2 separate regions of the Sus scrofa genome follow, and region 2 is linked to region 1. A link is a contact called in public Hi-C data. All regions are on one chromosome and are shown on one strand. The core of a region is the stretch at or near the end of the contact, and the rest is flanking DNA. Distances in the headings are between cores, read along the strand shown.

Region 1 (4,638 bases), core at 1,024-3,523:
CCTCCTCTCAAAGCCCCTGCCCTCTGGAGCCACATCCTCCCCTGGGGCCTTGACCCCTCGGGGCCCATCACCCCTCGAGGCTGGGGAAGGGGCAGTACCGTGACTTTGGGCTGGTCCGAGAAGGAGCGTTTATTGCACTGCAGCTGGGCCGCCACCAACTGCTGGATCATCAGTTCCTGCGCAGCTGTTAACTGGATGCCCTCGCCTTCCCCAGAGCCCTGGCCACCCCCGTCGGATCCTCCAGGGGAGGCCCCCGGCCCAGAAGCCGAGCCGCTGCTGACTCCGGGCGCTGTGGGTGATGACTGCTGCTGCTGCTGCTGCTGCTGCTTCCGAATCTTCTTCTTCCGTATCTGCTCTTTGGAGAGGACGCCTGGTGGGGAGACACGGGCTTCAACAGAAGCCCCAGGGCTGGGCAGGGGCCAGGCTGGCACCGCTTCCTTCCTGGCACTCACACTGCTCCCTCATCCCAGCCTCCTTGCACTTTCTCAGCCGGCACTGCTGGCACTTGCGCCGCATGAAGGCATCCATCTGGCAGGTTCCACCGCCCCGGCAGGCATAGCGCCCGGCCCCGCCTCGGATCACACTTCGCCGGAAGAAGCCCTTGCAGCCTTCACAGCTGAGCACGTTGTAGTGGAAGCCGGAGGCCGTGTCCCCGCACACTTGGCACAGCTCGTCGCCCAGCATCTTTGGAGCCGGGCCCTTCTTTCGCTTCCGCTCCGGCTCCTCTGCTGGGTCTAGGATGACTGGCATGAGTGGACAGAAGCCATGAGAGACAAATCCACAAAGATAAACGGTGGCCAGAAGGGAAACATCCACGAAAGATCGGAGGCAAAGAACCAGAGTGAAGAGGGTGACCCAGAGAGATGACGATGAGAGAGAAAGATGTGTATGTCAGTGAACCTCAGTGGACCAAAATAAGAGGTGGCAAGGATGCCTGGGAGAGGAACTAGCGCTGCCCGGCCCCGCTTCTGCTCTTTCTCCCTTCCTAGATCCCACCTCAAACCTCCATACCAACCCCAGTCCGTGTGCCTGGGCGCCATCTCACCCACAACGGAGGCTGAGCCGGCCCCGTCAGTGCTCGGGACATCAGGGTCCGCCCCTCCGGGCAATGGCTCAGGGCCATCCTCCTTTCCATCGGATGAAGACGACAGAGTGCTGGGCTGAAGGGGACCATTACCTGGGAGATGGAGGCACAGTGGGTTTCTCCTGACAATAGTCTGATGGGGCGGGGGGGCAGTGGCTGGGTGGGGGAGAGTCACTCACCACCAGGCAAGGGGGTGTCCAGGGAACTCGTGGTGGGGGTGGACATGGTGGGGTCACGGAGCAGCCTGCAGAATACAGGGGGCCTGAGAGCCTTGTGGGGCCAGAGAGGGTCAGGTTACGCCAGCCACAGGTCTCAATGGGGCACCTCCCTCTTCATCTCTTCCAGACTCTTCACCCTACTGTGTACAAACCCCACTCCCAGCCCCTGACAGCCTTCGGACCCTCCCACCCAGTTCTAACAGGCCACGCCCCCTTATGCTCCAGGACAGCCCTCAGCAGGGCCAAGCCCCGCCCTCCCCTAGACCCCAACCACTCCTAGATCCCGCCCACCCGCTTTTTCCAGAAACGTCCCGTCCCTTCGTCCCTGCAGTTTCAAGTGCTCTACCCTCACTTCCTCTCTCCCATCCAGTTTCACCCCACCTACTTTTACTCAGACTTCACTCCACCTCCACCGAGGAAGCGCCCTCATCTCTCATTCTGATCCCACCTCCTCCCATTATGCTCCGCCCACACCTCCTAGGTCTCCCCATCCCTTCCAGGCCCCGCCCCACCCCCTCCCATCACATCCTGCCTCCACCCCTTCCCGTGATGCTCCGCCCCCATACCTCTCTCCAGGTCCCGCCCCTCTCCGAACACCAGTGGGGGGCGGGGCTCATGGCTGCGCGCGAGGGTCTCGTGGGCGGCTTCTTGTGGGGGTCTCCTACTTTTGTTGCCCTGGAAACAGCCGGCGGCGGCGCGAGCTAAGGAAGGGAAGGGGTGGAAGGAGAGGAGGGGGCTGAGCCAAGCAGCGCGGGGAACGCCGGGAAGCCCCAGGCCCAGGGCTCCTCCCGCGTCTCCCCACACTCGGGTGCACCTGCTTTCGTCCCCTTGTTCTGCTTCTCTTCTGCCGCCTCCGTATCTGCTGGCACGGCGCCGCGACTAGGGTCCCCTCAAAAGTAACTTCGCCACTTCTTCCGGCAACCCCACCACGCGTCACTTCCGGAAGTGGGCGTGGAGTCAGGATGACGGAATTCCGGTCCGTCTAGGGGTAGCCTAAGCGGCTGTCTCTTACGGATGGCGGCTGCCGCCCGGAAGTTCGCGTTACCGGGTAGCTCCACGGAAGGCCGGAAGAAGAGTTCCGGTTCCATTCAATCCAAAGTGGGGCGGGAGGGCGGCGTGGCTAGTCCCAAACCTCCCTGCCCCGCCCAGTGTTGCTTTAAACTCTGCCCTGTGCCTCCCTGGGCTCGCGGGATTTACCGGCGTCGTCTCCCCGGCTACAGCTTTTTTCCCCCCATGGCTCTTCTAAAGCGTATTTGTTCTTTTTTGGTTGTTATAATTTTTTCAGATTTTGGAACTGAGCTGCTTGTTGGTTTTAAATAAGTTAATTACATACCTAGACGCAGAAAAAAAATGTATTTTAAAAATAATTCGGGAGTTCCTGCTGCCCGCCAGTGGGTTAAGAATCCGACTCCAGTGGCTCGGGTCACTGCGGAGGTGCGGGTTCCATTTGGCAGGCACATTGGGTTAAAGGATCTGGCTGTTGCTGGGCTTGAATTCAGTCCCTGGCCGGGGAACTTCCATTTGCTCCAAGTGGGGCCATAAAATAAATAATTTGGTGATAGGAAGAATTAAAAAAAAAAAAAAAGAAAGAAAGCTCCCTTGTGACTCAGGGGGTTAAAGATCCGGTGTTGACTCTGCAGCGGCCCGGGTTGCTGCTGTGGTACGGGTTCAATTCCCTGGCCCAGGAACTTCCACCTGCCACAGCGTGACCAAAAAAGAAAAGCAAAAAGAAAACTCAATACTTGGACAGGTAGAAGATGAGAGTTGTTCCAAAGTCTTTTCAATTACAATTAGATCTATATCGAGCATATAAGCATTTTTTAAAAAATGGGAGTATTTCGTTCCTGGGTTTCTGCACCAAAAAATAAACAATAAAAAATTTTAAAATGGGAATATATACTCTATGGTCTCTTTTGACTTGTTTTGTCCATTCCAGCGTGGCCTTCAAGCTGTGGGATTTTCCACCCGAGGTTGTTTACCAATAAAGCAGAGTGACTAACACGGCATTGGGAGATGACTGAACTCCCGTGTACTTAGGAGTGGAGTTTCTGAGTTCTACAGTAACTCTGTGTTTACTTTTTTTTTAACATGTACAGATGTAAAACAAATTTTAATTGGCCCCAAGCAAATGATAGAATGGCACAATACTATTTACAATTCACCAGAATTCTCCATCCTTAGCATGAAGCTTATGATAAACACAGAAATTGCCTATAAAATGGAAAAAGAATTTTTTTCAAACATAAAGCAACCCCCTAGGGGCATTTCAGGATTTTGTTCAGTTACATGTTTGTTTGTTTTTGTTTTGTTTTGTTTTTTGGCTTTTCTGGGGCCACTCCGTGGCATATGGAGGTTCCCAGGCTAGGGGTCAAATTGGAGCTGTAGCCGCTGCCGGCCTACACAAGAGCAACGAGGGATCCGAGCTGTGTCTGCAACCTACACCACAGCTCAGGGCAACACCGGATCCTTAACCCACTGAGCAAGGGCAGGGGCTGAACCCACAACCTCATGGTTCCTAGTCGGATTCGTTAACCACTGCACCACAATGGGAACTTCTCATTCAGTTACATGTTAAAATCCTCCAAGTGCTGCCATGGTGAACCTTAAAAAAAATGTGACTCGATTTCTAATTAATGTAAATTAATGTCTTTGATTTAATACGCCATGCGATTATTTAAGTTTTATGTGTAGCTTTTGTCGTGTGTGTGTGTTGTGTTGTGTCGTGTCCTGTGTGTGTTTTATTTAACTCTTTTGAGGAGCTGCCAGACCACGTGCATCTCTTTACATCCCCGGCAACGCTATCCCAAGATTTCAGTTTCTTTGCTACCTTACCACTGCTTGGTATTTTCTGTCTTTTTTTATTATGGTCCTTTTAGTGGGTGTGAATAGATATTTCATCATGGTTTTAATTTGTACTTTCCTGATGGCTCTTCCCCTGACACCCCCCCCCCCACACACACACTCTGCATGTGGAAGTTCCCGGGCCAGGGATCGAACACTTGTCACAGCACCAACACAAACTGAAATGGAAACACCCAGCATAAACCGGGACGGGGACTTGAACCCGGGGTCACTCACCTGGTGTCTGGACGCACCTGATACTGAGGCGCAGGTTCTGTTTGTGTCTCAGTGCAGAAGGAATTTAGCGAAAGATAAGTGGTAGGCAAGAAATGGATTTATTAAGATAGGACGCTTGTGAGAGATACAGGTGGGCAGGTGAGGAGGCTCATGTTTATAATCCAATGAGGGTGGGAGGGGGAAAAGACCGCCCTCTTCCTGATTCTTCCAGTAGACGTCATGCTGACATCACTAGCTCCTCCTTCATCTCGGGTAGGA
Region 2 (5,267 bases), core at 1,488-3,987, 510 kb before region 1:
GAGGGCCAGTTCCTCCACGTCCCCCTCCAATTGGATAGGCTCATGTATTTTTTTATTTTTATTTTTTAGTTTTGTCTTTTTTAGGGCCACACATGCGACATACATATGGAAGTTCCCAGGTTAGGGGTTGACGTGGAGCTATAGCTGCAGGCCTACACCATGGTCATTATGCTCAGGTCTTACAATTTTAGCCATTAGAGCAGATGTGATAGGGCACATATTGTGACCTTAATTTTCATTTCCTTGGCATCCAACCATATTGATGCATATACTTACTGGTCATTTGGATCTCTTATAAAATATATGATTATTTTAAAAATAATTTTAAAAATTAGGTCGTCGTTGCTGTTAAAAAAAAACCCACCTGAGTAAATCTGAATATCTAATTGGCTTTATTAACCAATGCACGAATCAGGCAGCATCCCCCTTGATACGCAGAAAGATGCTCCAAGGAGCTATACAAAATGGAAGACTTTTGTAGGCAGAAGGGATCATAGACAAGGAAAGAACGAATTACCTCACCTTTCTTTGGGGTGATGGAAAAAAATCTAAATGGTGTATCATCTCACTAATGCTCAACAGGAAATTCCAGATTCACTGGTTAAAGGGCACATTCCTGGGAAGCCGAGACGGTGGTTAGGTGTTAGGTGTTGTTTGCTGACATGAGGCTTGCCGCACATGACTCCATTTGGGGCCTCTCCTTTATTTAGCACTGGTTTGCTAACTAATAAGGATTCTTTTTACCCCCCATTCTTATTCTCTTACTGTCTTTTATTGATGTATAGTTGATTAACAATGGTGTGTTAATGTCTGTGGTACAGCAAAGTGATTCAGTTATACATATATACATTTTTTATATATTCTTTTTTTTTTTTTTTTTCCTTTTGAAGGGCTGCATCTGCAGGCTCATGGACGTTCCCAGGCTAGGGGTCAGATTGAAGCGGTAGTCGCCAGCCTACCCATGGCCACAGCAACGTGAGATCTGACCTGTGTCTGCGACCTACATCACAGCTCAAGGCAACGCTGGATCCTTAACCTATCGAATGAGGTCAGGGATTGAACTTTCATTCTCACGGATACTAGTCGGATTCATTACCACTGAACCACAACTGAACTCCTATATATTCTTTTCCATTATGGTTTAATCTCAGCATATTGAACATAGTTCCCGGTGTTATACGGTAGGAAAGAATTCTTTATATATTTAAGTTCAACCTCCCTTTTGGAAAAAGATATCTATCTACTTATCTATAACTACTTATCTATATCTATAGCTCTGTAGATATAGACTGATATATAGATATGATTTTTTCCCAATGTATGGCTTACATGTTCATTTTCTTTCTTTTTTTTCCCTGTTTATGGCCATACACGTGGCATACGGAAGTTCCTTGTCGGATCCCCAACCCACTGAGCAAGGCCAGGATTCGAACCTGTATCTTCAGGGAGACCATGTTGGGTTCTTGACCCGCTGAGACACAATGGGAACTTTTTTTTTTTTTTTGGCTATGCCCAATATATGTGGAAATTCCAAGGCTGAGGATGGAACTTGTGCCATATCTGACAATGCCAGATCCTTAACCCACTGAGGCACCAGGGATTTCCCAGGAAGTTTATATTAATTTTAGAGGTAAGAAATGTCAACACTTACCGTGAGGTGAGAGAGGAAATTTCATTCATTCACCAGTCGTCTACACTGTGCCTTCAGGTTTCTAGTAAAGATCCAGCCCTTGTCTCTGAGGAAAGTAACATCCGGTTGGAAGGCAGGTTACCTGGCAATCCAATGCCATAGCGAAAGTGCCTGTGATGAGGGCAGCAAAGGCCAGGGATGGGTGGAGTTCTAGCTCTTCTGGACTGGAAAGGGAGTTCTCAGAGAGGTACAGGCCAAGTAAGGGCTCTCAGGCAGTCACAAGGGATGTGAGTTCTGCAGATAATCTTGGGCTCGCAGGTGTTACGTTCTCACTTTACCACTGTGCTGGGAATCCTCCACCAGCTACCAAGTTCTGTGATCTGTTTGTGACCAACCCCACCTCTACCCCAGCAGGGATGGGGCCTCTGCCCAGGACGTGCTCTGGCTCCTGGGTTGGAAAGGGAGGAGGGGTGTGTGCTGTCCGCGGTGCTGATTCAGAGTTAAGCGCTGACTGCATCTCTGGCGGGGGGCAGGGCAGGGGGGGCTGATCACAAAGAACAGAGACCCTATGTCTGGATCCAAGAGGTTCAATATGACAGATGTGCTGGTTGGTGAGAGCTGCCTCTCGAGTCCCCGGTCTCTTGGCTCCTTTAGTTCAAGGGTCTGAGTTTCTGAAACTCTGAGTCTCTATGACACTGGGCGTGGGGACTGGTGGGTTTCAGGAATCTGAGTCTTTGGAACACTCTTCAGAAGACGGAGTGTCGACGGCTGACGCACGCGCAGAGGCCTCGGCTCTCAAACACACTGCTCCCTCTCCCCAGCCGACACGCTCAGGCGCACCATGAACCAGTCCTGCAGGGCACGCGTGCATCCAGGGCGAACCGCTCCTCTCAGAATCTCTGTACTGCGCATGTCCCATCTCCTCTTTTTACACACGCGACCAAACCTTCGGTTCCCACCGAAACCCCATCGCAGAGGGTAAAAACATTATGCTCTATAATCCCTATAAAAGCCTAGCTACAAAAATATATAATTTTAACACAGTCACTTCGCCTTTTAAGCGTCCAGCACGGTGAGAGAGCACTACCACAGCAAAATAACGCATGCGCTACGGCCTTTGCCCCCTGCGCAGGCGCAGAAAAGAAAGAGGGCGGTGCATGCGGCAGTGCATTTTGGGAGCGGTAGGCAGAGTGAAAAATGGGGCCACAAAGGTTGCTGGGAGTTGTAAGCCAAGAGGACCTGGTAACCATAAGTGCCTCAGGAGCCGTTGCATGGGATTCTGGGAGCCGTAGGCAAGGCAGCCTCCAAGGTCTTTTGGGAGTTGTAGTCTCCGGATCCACTTCCGTGCCGGAGTTCCGCGTGTCAGACGGTTTGGACGATCCACCCCCGAGTTCTCCTCAGGTGAGTATTCCCCCGCCTCGAGTTGGTCCGCCCGTGAGCGCCCGCTCTTTGTTGCGGTGTCGTCTGAGGGTTGAAGGTCTCTGTGGGAGTGATGACACTCGCCTCAGTTTTCCCAGCGCCTGTTATCCCAGAGGCCTTCTGGCCACCATCCCCCTTCGGACCCTGCGGCCTGGCCTGTCTCTGGCCCGCACCCTCCCTCCCCCCCTCAGGTTGAGTTTCGACCATTTCCCTGCCCCTGACTCTAGCTGGGTACGTCCGCATTGCCCCTACTCTGTCCTGATAGAATGATGTTACATCCCATGGGTCCTTCTGACAAGGCTGCAATCCGGAGGCATCCCTGAGGCCTGGGCCCCGTTTTCCGGGGGCATTTATCATTCCCTCATCCCTCAGAACTTTACTGAGCACCCATCCTGTGCCAAGTCCACCTCGAGGCAGGGGAGGTCAGTGGTGGAGGAAGCAGACCCTGTCCCTGCGTTTATTGGGCTTGTTGCAGGACTTACGCACAGGGAGACAGGACACCGAGACCTTTTTGCCAGGCAACAGCATATATTCGTGCCCGCACTGGCTTAGCAGGTTCATATCCAAAGGCTGAGCCTCCAACACAGTGGGGCGTGGTCTTACATATCCTCCGTTATTATGATTATTTTTTTCCCTGCTTTGGTCTCTTTGTCCCCCTTATAAGGTAACATACATTCTGTAATTTCTGAGTGGACAGTTATAGATCCATGGATTCAGGTTATGGCACCTTGTTACAGAATCGTGCATGTGCACACAGGTGCTGATGTCACATGTTGCCTTCCCTTTGTTCTCCGAGGGGACTGGGAGGGCCTTCCCCCCTCCCCCCTCCAGGCTCACAGTACAGTACACACCTGTCACCATGAAGGGTAGAGTCGAGATCCAGTGCAGATGGAGGCATACAAGGGGCTCTGCTAGCCCAGAGGGGGCTCCTGACCCAGCCTGGGGTTGATCAAGTCTTCAAAGGGAAGATGCTTAACAGGCACATCAAACCTGACCTGTCCAGATGGAGAATTCTGGTCAGCGTCATCCCCCACCCCTCCAGCCATGACTAAATGGTCCCATCATCCTCCCAGGTGCTCAGGCCAAAACCTCCAAGTCATCCCTCTTTCCTCTTTTTTTTCTCATGACCCTACCCACCACCCCAGTCCAAGTCTTGTGCCAGTCCTGAGGGTGGCTCTACCTTCAAAATAGATCCAAAATCCCACCTTTTCCTGTCCTCTACACTGCCAACCCCCTAGTCCAGGCCACTGTCATCTCACTGGCTACTGCCATAGCCTCCTCAGTGGCCTCCCTGTCTCTACCCCTGCCTGCCACTGTCTGTTCCCCACACTGCAGCCAAAGAGATCCCTTTAAAACCTAAGTTACATTATACCCCTTCTTAGGGCAAAATCCTCCCATGGCTCCCATCTCTTTCTGTATCCTGGCTTCTTAGCCTCTGACAATCTGCACAGACCCATCTCCTGCCTGGGTCTTCCTTGTTCTGTAGGCAGACTCCCGGGACCGAGTGACTGTAGATTTAGGGGGAGAAGAGAGATAAATCCAGGGTGGCTTTATGTCCTGCCTTCAGAGAAGCTGGGCGGAAGGTGGTGGGGGTCTGGGAAGACAGGGAACAGCTGGGCAAGAACAGGTTTCTGCCTGGGGGTCCGTTTGGGCACCCAAGATCCAAGGGGACCATCAGGGATCCTCAATGGGGCATCTAGAGGACCGGCCGGGTGGACTTCATCATCCAGAGTCACCCACGAGGAAAAAATGACCTGGGCAGGACCTGAGAACCATGAAGAGGACTCCAAAAGAGACTAGAGGCTGAGCAGGAGATAAACCAGGAGAGGGAGGGCGAATCAAGTCAAAGCCGGGGGAGGAGGTGGGGTGAGGAGATTTCAAGGGGTCGCTGCTCAGCTGTGACAGATGTGCCGAATGGTCACGGCCATGGGTCCTGAGGGCTGGTTGCTGGGCCCAGTGACAGGGAAGAATCCTCTGGGCAGAGGGAAGGGCACTGCGGACACTTTGCAGTAGGCGTTTCCTGGGATGCTTGAGAGTAGAGACCAGAGCGGCTGAAGGCAAGTGGGACGTGAGGTTAGAGCAAAAGGCCATAAGCTTTTAGGAAAAGTGAGGTAAGATGCTTGGGAGGATGAAGAGAAGATACAGCACTGCTGTGAAATCCGTGGATGCGGGATCAGGAGCGATGTGGAGGGCCGGCTGCAGAGTTAGGCGGATTTTA

Evidence for each region. A called contact is a pair of places that touch in the nucleus more often than the background predicts.
Region 2: a Hi-C map of liver shows a contact between it and region 1, with 4 times the contacts expected there. The contact joins the promoter of LOC110261034 here to the promoter of NR1H2 in region 1. A contact is called at or near these places in 3 of 47 Hi-C or Micro-C datasets (heart right ventricle, liver and subcutaneous adipose tissue) and 1 of 2 datasets of contacts at active chromatin or transcription factors (alveolar macrophages).

What each region holds. Positions count from the first base shown.
Region 1 is chr6:55,236,171-55,240,808 of Sscrofa11.1, reverse strand. It overlaps NR1H2 (oxysterols receptor LXR-beta), which reads right to left and starts at 2,273. Exons shown (of 10, transcript XM_005664782.3): 1 at 2,117-2,273; 2 at 1,869-2,003; 3 at 1,264-1,328; 4 at 1,046-1,177; 5 at 453-743; 6 at 99-370. The coding sequence starts at 1,309.
Region 2 is chr6:55,743,334-55,748,600 of Sscrofa11.1, reverse strand. LOC110261034 (myeloid cell surface antigen CD33-like) reads right to left here and starts at 2,737. Exons shown (of 6, transcript XM_021094852.1): 1 at 1,652-2,737. The coding sequence starts at 1,676. It overlaps CTU1 (cytoplasmic tRNA 2-thiolation protein 1), which reads left to right and starts at 2,858. Exons shown (of 4, transcript XM_021094859.1): 1 at 2,858-3,031.